2 separate regions of the Mus musculus genome follow, and region 1 is linked to region 2. Evidence: chromatin contacts called from public Hi-C data. All regions are on one chromosome and are shown on one strand. The core of a region is the stretch at or near the end of the contact, and the rest is flanking DNA. Distances in the headings are between cores, read along the strand shown.

Region 1 (3,697 bases), core at 231-2,730, 590 kb after region 2:
TTGTGGCTGTCTTCACTGATACAACCTTTCTCTCATCCACAGGGGCTGTCATCCAAGAGGGGAGGACCCTCGTTTTGGTCTTGGATTTTAGGGTTTCCATGGCTTGCTTCTCTAGAACAGGACCAAAACTCACACTCTCTTGTCACACCAGGCTCATCTGACCCCAGTGGGTGCCGATCTTCAATGCCTACAAGGAGGAACCAAGTCAGTAGATTCTAGTAAGTCAACGCTCTTCCAACTTACCAGCAGTAATTACTAGTCAGTGTAGGGCAGACCTGAGGTGACCCAGAGGTGAGCAGAGCCCAGAAGGCCAAGCCATGTACACTGTGTCACATGGAGGACTAGCAGCAGATAGGACATGGGGCCTGCAGACAGATATCTGTAGCCCCTCCCCTGCTCTGTGCCCCACACAGGCAGTTGCAGCAACAAGAAATGCTTTCCTGTCATTTCTACAGCCCAAAGGAAGGAAGAAAGGGGATTCTGGCCCAATCGTCCATCTCCATCTATGTCACAAACTTCTCACCTCTACTGTGATTTGGTTACTGTTAGCATGCTAACGTTCCTTCTAGGCTCCACTCAACTACCTAGCAACAGCCAGGTACAAACCTGGCTTGCTATAAAAGGACTATCTGGCCTCTCTCATGCTCTCTGAACCCCCCTCCCCACTTCTCTCTCCACATGTTCCCTCTTCTTTGTTCCCTTTCTCTCTTTCTGTCCCTCTCTCTCTTTCTGTCCCTCTCTGTCCCCTCTTTCTCTGCCTCTACTCCCTTCTCAACCCCCCTTCTCATGTCCCCAAATAAACTTCTTTTTATACTAGACCCATCATATGGCTGATACCTGGGAGTAGGAGGGGGTTCAGCTTGGGCCCGCTTAAGGCACCCCCTCCCTCCCTCCCATACCACATTTTACAAAACATATCAATTACTAAATCCCCCAGGCTTTCTAATTCACACATTTCAATGGGCAGTGCTCCCCCTGCCCCCAACATACACCAGTAGACAATTTTGGCTCATCCAGAATGACTGTTTATAACTTCATTTAAACCAAACAACTTGTCCAGCCACAGAACAGAAGTCGATTAAGAGGAATACCATCCAGTGAGTGACAGTGTACAGAAATGAGTCAGACCCGGCAGTACATGTGTATCATGTCCATTTTATAGACGAGAAACAGACGTGGTTAAGAATTAGCGTGCACAAAGTCGTAGAAAGCTGGATATCGACCATCGAGCCAGCAGCCAGGTCCTGCCCGCCGCAAGGTTTCTGGAGCTCAGCGCTGATCGGGTCGGGCCCGTTGGGTCCCTGGAAAATCTCACCCAGAAGGCACACGCGGGACGTCGCTGCACTAGCGCGGAGCTGGCCGCGCCACTCCCTCCCTACCGCAGAGGGCGCAGAGCCGGGGGCCTGGGGACAGGATGGAACCGTGGGCAAGAGGGGAGGGCAGCGCTGCGGTCCTTCCCGTGGGTTCCGGGGATTCAGAACTGCGAGACGCGCACGCATCCCACCGCCCGCCCCTTCCGGCTCCTGCGCGCTCCCGGCGTGCGCGCTCCGGACCCGGGCGCTGGCTGGCCGCTAGGGCCCCGGGTGCCCCCTGCAGACCGCGGGTCACATCCGCAGGCTCCTGTTTCTGTCAGCTGTTGTGACGGAGGCGCAGCCGTTGGTTCTTAGCGGCCAGAGTCAGTAACTAGGGGAAGCAAAGAAAGGTTCCCTCTGCAGAAGTGGAGGAGGCGCCAAGCTAGCTCCCAGGTGTCCGGAATCTTTCAGCTAAACGCATGCATGATTTTAAGGCAACCTGGGTGGTTGGGGAAAAAGCCAAGGAAGACGACTGAAAAAAACACAGTAGGAGGCCCTCACAGGGGAGGTTCTTCTCTGGAGCGCTGGAGCAAAGGAAACCTCAGATCTGATTCTGTCTGCCCCCAAACGGAGAAATCAAGAGTGACCAAGTTCGATTTACAACAGCAGGTCAACACCGCACTCTGGACTGGGGCACCCACAGCTCCCCTATTGAGCACGGTTTCTCCATAGCCTTTCCCTAATGCTAATCCTCAATCCTAAACTGATAGCTCGGACCAGGAAATTAAAGGCCCCAACTCTTAATGGGATAAACCAATGGCTTCCAATCCCACAGATGACCCCTAGAGTCATTTTAGCTGCTCTTGAACCAGGCCAGGCTGCCACCTTTCTGGGAGGGCAGCCCCTAGCTGTCAAGAAAGTAGCATTCATTGACTGTAAATAGGGCGGGCCCTCTACCTCATCTGATGTGAGCCAAGCAAGCCTAATGCTGGGTGAGAGGGCATCCTTCCATTCTTGGATTCCTTTGATTCTTAATAACTCTCCCGACCCTGCACATCTCTTAAAACTTCTCCATGGCCACCCAGCAAATAAGGCTAAAGACCTGTGTGGCTGCATACAGAGCCTGTTGTCAGCAAAGACCCCAGCAGCAGGAGGGAAAGACCAAGCTAGGAGACTTGCCTGTGCTGGAGTCCACATGGGTTTTATTATTTTTAAATTGGCAGATAAATTTATTGGCTATAGTAACAAGTGTCCGTCAGCTTCATTTAGTCAGCAGGCACTGTAATCGTGACTGTACTTCCAGACCCCACACCGAGCTCCTGGGCATGGGTTTGGGGCTCAGCAGAGACAGGGCCCCAGGGCACAGGGAGGGAAATGCAGACTTGCACCTGCCAGGCGAGGTTCTCAGCCCCCAGAAGAGTGACTCAAGGTTTGCAGTGTGACCTGCCTTCTTGGTTGTGCCCCACAACACCTTCACTCAAGGACAGCAAAGGACAGAGCCCTACTAAGGCCCTCAGGGGTTCCAAAGAGGCGCTTTGAAGGATGCATTCTTCCTGGGAGGGGTTGGGGAGGAACAAGCTCTGGAATGTTCTTTCTGTCTCTGAGCCTTAAAACCACTGGTTCAGCAAGTTGTGGGGAACATGCTGGAAGAAAGAGCACGCCATAAGACAGGAAAACCAGAGGAAATTAAATCACGGGCTCCTGACTCAGGCGGAACCCAGGCCCACAAAGCTGGGTGAGGCAGACGATGAGGCTGTGTGTCAGTCGGAGTGGAGACACGGCAGAGAACGGACTGACCCCTTCATGTCAGTGTGGACGTGGGTAAACACGTGAGCAGGAGATGGCGCAGCGGGGAAAGCCACTTGCCATGCAGCCTGCCCACCTGAGTTTGATCCCCCAAATACACATAAAGATGAACAGAAAGAACTTAAGTCTACACCAAGTTGTCTTGTGATCTTTGTTGTGGCATATCCCACCCCACCCCCCACCCACCCACCCAACACACACAGGCACACCAATAATAAATAGTAACTATGATATATAGGGTTTTCCTATATATCGCTTTCCACTTTTCCTTCCATCCCAGAAGGGAGCCCAGGCCTCAACACTCCTGCTTTTCTCTCCTTCCAAGTGAGAGACCAGAGCACAGGCACAGCCGATGCAGCTGAGCCAGGCAGAGGTGCAGGCAGCTGGTACTATTCAAGCTAAGAGACTTCACGATGGAAGGAGGAGGAAGCCACCAAATGAGAGTTCTGGGACCACAAGACCCCAAGGTGCAGGAGCTGGAGGTGGGCCCAGATCTCAGGCCTGCTGTCCTGAGAAGCCTCTTAGCCAGCACCTTACCCAGCTTTCAGGTTCTGCAGAAGACACTCAGATCTCGGCTTGAGACCAGAAGAGGGCACTGT
Region 2 (3,765 bases), core at 1,143-3,642:
TCTTCTGAACTGATTCGTTTGTATTAGCTGGATTTGCCACTGTGCTTGGATTCTAGGAGACCATCTATAGCAACAGCTGCGGACTTGCGGTGAAGTTTTATTCTGGTCCTTACAGGTCACTTTTGCTGTCCTGGTATTTTGCATGTATTTCTTCGGTTTGGGAAAGCTGAGTGGGATGGCCAGAGGTCCCTGTTTAGTCCTGCTATCCCAGTGTAGTTAATGTTGGTGCCTTCGTTTCATAGTTAAAAATATGCTCGATGCAAAGATAAGCCATATGGCCAGTCTATTTGGAGAGCAGCAATCCTCCAACCTGTGGTTACTCTCGTGGGAGCTTTGTCAGAGACCCAAAGCTTCAGAGGACGGTGGCTTTGTTATTGTCTCTGTGTGTGAGCTATGAGGGCTGTGACGACTTTCTTTTAATAATCCAAGGAGTCCTTCTAGGAATATTTCATGTATGTACAATTAGAAGAATACAGTTACATCATCTTGAAAGTCTGCTATCAAAATATTGAGAAAATGCAGAGTGTGGTAATAAATATGTTTTTATTAATGATCAAATAACAGATCTGGTGACAATCTTTAAAACTATGGTAATTTCAAAATGGTGATGAGCCTCTGTAGCACTTGATGAAATTTGTAACAGCAGCACACATGGTAACAACTAGGATCCCCTCTCCCTCCCTCCTTCCCTCCCTCCCTCCTTCCCTCCCTCCCTCCTTCCTTCCCTCCCTCCCTCCCTCCCTTAATGCATTTATTATCAAGGATATTGTAGCTAAATGGTGTTGTAAAAGAGAATCATTTTATAATGATTTGTGTTAGTTACTTCTCTGTTGCTGTGATAAAGCCCCATGACCCAACGCAATCCATGGAAGGAATTTATTTCAACTGTAGAAGGATACAAATCCATCATGGTGGGAAGGCACGGTAGCAAGGGGCCGTCGTGACACCAAGACAAGGCAGCTAAGAGCCTCCATCTTGAACCACAAGTTATGCAGAGAGAGTAAACTGAAGTAGGGCAAGTCTATGAACTCTCAAGGCCCGCCTCAGTGGTATCTCTCCTTCAGCAGGGCTACATCGCCTAAACAGCCCCAAACAGCACCACCAACTGGGGACCAAGTATTCTAAACATGTACGTTTAAGACTGTGAACACGACAGTGTAGGGGGGTCCTTGGGTAAGCAAGAGTGAAGAATGCCGTTGAAGAGCGAGTATTAGTTTGGTATTTCAAATGTGCCCATCAACAGGGAGAGAGTACAGATAAACATGTTTTTGTAAGCCTCAGTTTTCTTCTTTGGAGATGGGTGAACCCAGATCACTGCTGAGATTTTAGTAACGTAAGGAAATCAGTGGATCTGATCCAAACTCTAAAGGGTCCCCCTAACCCAGTAGTGGGGATTTGGGTCCTAGGAATATTGACTAAATGCCTTAGAGAGCTCAGAGGCTTGTAGGGTGGGGTGGAGACAGAATAGAAGCTCTAGTAAAAGAGCAGAAACCCAGAAAAGAAGGGAGACCTCAGGAATAGGCCAATGAGCCAGGTGAAGAGGAGGCGGAGGCCATCCGAGTCCCAGGCTGGCAAGAGAAAAAGGAAACAGCAGACACTGCAGAGAGGGGTGAGCAGCTCAGGAGAGGCAGGCGGCAAGCAGAAGAGTTAGTAACAACACAGGCACCAAGAGAGGGAATGCCTGTGTGGTTTGAGGTTTTTATTTTACAAGATATTTCTGGAAAGCCCCAGAGAGGAAAGGTAATATAAGAGGGTTATTACCAGCTGTGGTTTCCATTAGTGAAAAGGTCATGTGATCACTTCTCTTCCTATTTTACATCCACCGTCAAATCTCATTCCCCTCCAGTCAGTATGGACAAATCTGTTGAATTCTATCTGGTTTCAATATCGCTGCATAAGTGTGAGGCAGGCATAAAGGGAGCAAACGACACAAGGATGTAAAGGGAAAGGACCGGGGTGCTCATGAATTTGGTTTCTGGACACAAGAGAAGGGGGAGATGATATATGGGGTCATTAGCAGGTGGATTGTTGGGAATAGCAAGGCATGACTGGCCTGCCATGTCTGTCAACTGGGGCAAGCTGTGCGACACACACCCTGTAGGGATCATGTATTTACACAGTGGCTCGGAACACGGAGCTTGCTGTGTCTGCACCTCCTTCCCTCCTCCTCAAACTGCATGCATTCTGTATACGTTAAGAGTGGTTCTTGTTTGGTGGGAGCAACGCTACCTCCCTCACAAACTCTCGGTGAGGGTTGGAGGTGGTGTATACCAAGGGCTTAGTGTTGTACCCGCTCCTTCTGTTAGTGGCTTAGACAGTGGTACTGCCAGGAAGGGTCTCTCCACGTACAATCACTAAAACAGAAGTGTTGATCCAGCTTAGCCAGCAGAGGGAGGCACACACCGTGCTATAAGCTTAGGAGGCTAGGAGGTGGTAAGCATGGACGGAAACGGCCTTTGTCTCACACAGCCTGAGCAGGAGGAACAAGGCTCCCGTCTGCCTTTGCTTGGCTTTGGCTTGGCTTTGGCCTTGTAAAGGGTGCTCAGCCCAAGTGCTTGACTTAAACCCACTTAGACCACAGAGGCACTGTCAGGTGAGTTCTGATGAAACAGGCAGGCCAGGGAGCAGACAGGAACCAGAGAGAGGGCAATGTATGTACTCCACCCTATCCAAGAGGAATTTAGTCACGTACATGGACAGAGGAGAAGCTGGGTCAAGGAAGATTTCAGCAGCATAGAGTAGAGGCCAGGCCCTTTGTGCTGCCTAATTGCCTTCGTGTGAATGGGAATATCACCTCCCTGCAGTCTATAAAATATGCAATCCTTTCCTGTCCTCTGTCACCATCAGGCGGTTATCACCTCATGTTTCCCTGCAGGCAAGACTTTGCGAAGACTGCTCTCTACGGGCACACAGAGAAAGTAGCCTCTCTACTGTAAAGTGGAAAGGTAAGAAGTTATAGGCACAGACATCTTAGCCCATCTCTTCTACTTTCCTCCAGAGAAATCCAGGAAGTGAGATGCAATTGAATAGGACATAGGAACAATGTGCACGAAATAGGTACGTTCATTATCTTTCGTAGGACTCATTCCCCTCTTTCTAAAGGAAAATGCCACCAGCTTCCAGATGATGCCTGAGGAGTCCCTTCTAGATTGTCATGCGAGAGATGGAGTAATCTTTCCATGCTTTTCAGTGTGCGGAAGGAAGTTGGCCACATAACTAGGTCTCCATACTCAACACCCACTGATCATTACCCAAGTGCAGGAAGTAAGCAGAGAGTCCTGAGGCATCCAACTTTGTTTTTCGTGGAAGACTTTTTTTTTTTCCTTAAACACCTTTTAAGAGTCAGAACCTGAAGGTGGTGAGATGGCTCAGTGGGTAAAGGTACTCGCCTCCAAGCCTGATGACTTGAGTTCGATCCCCAGAGCCCACACAGTCAAAGAAGGGAACCAGAATTGACTTTCATAAGTTGTCTTCTGACCACCACATGCTCGCTGTGTCATGTGTGTGTACACACATGCAAACACACGCACACATAAAATAAATAGTAAAAAAACCAGAGCTGGCTCTTTAAGCTCTCACCTTTCCTACTCTCATCTCTAGCCCTCCTTCTCTCTCTCTCCCTCCCCATCTCTCTCCACGTGGCCATGGCCAGCCTCTGTCTTTCTACCTGCTCTCTTTCCCCCTGCCTTTCTACAATAAAGCTCTAAAACCACTAAGAGAGAGAGAGAGAAAGAGAGAGAGAGAGAGAAATATCCAGAGCTGGGC

The links. A called contact is a pair of places that touch in the nucleus more often than the background predicts.
Region 1: a contact with region 2 is called in a Hi-C map of cortical neurons, with 4 times the contacts expected there. The contact joins the promoter of Cyren here to the enhancer-like site in region 2. A contact is called at or near these places in 4 of 39 promoter capture datasets (cranial neural crest, embryonic stem cells, frontonasal cranial neural crest and 1 more), 8 of 484 Hi-C or Micro-C datasets (the HPC-7 cell line, the N1E-115 cell line, cerebral cortex and 4 more), 6 of 115 datasets of contacts at active chromatin or transcription factors (T-cell acute lymphoblastic leukemia, astrocytes, embryonic stem cells and 2 more) and 1 of 9 other capture datasets (embryonic stem cells).

What each region holds. Positions count from the first base shown.
Region 1 is chr6:34,876,585-34,880,281 of GRCm38.p6, forward strand. It overlaps Cyren (cell cycle regulator of NHEJ), which reads right to left and starts at 1,481. Exons shown (of 4, transcript NM_001135611.1): 1 at 1,316-1,481; 2 at 1-187. The coding sequence starts at 100.
Region 2 is chr6:34,290,634-34,294,398 of GRCm38.p6, forward strand. No RefSeq gene overlaps it. Among named protein-coding and RNA genes, the nearest start is that of Akr1b3, 25 kb to the right of the region's middle. Within about 2 kb of position 2,393, at least 53 of the 459 cell types and tissues checked have an H3K27ac peak or open chromatin away from gene starts, as enhancers often do. A contact at or near this core is called in the N1E-115 cell line, T-cell acute lymphoblastic leukemia, cerebral cortex and 3 more, where this site is marked.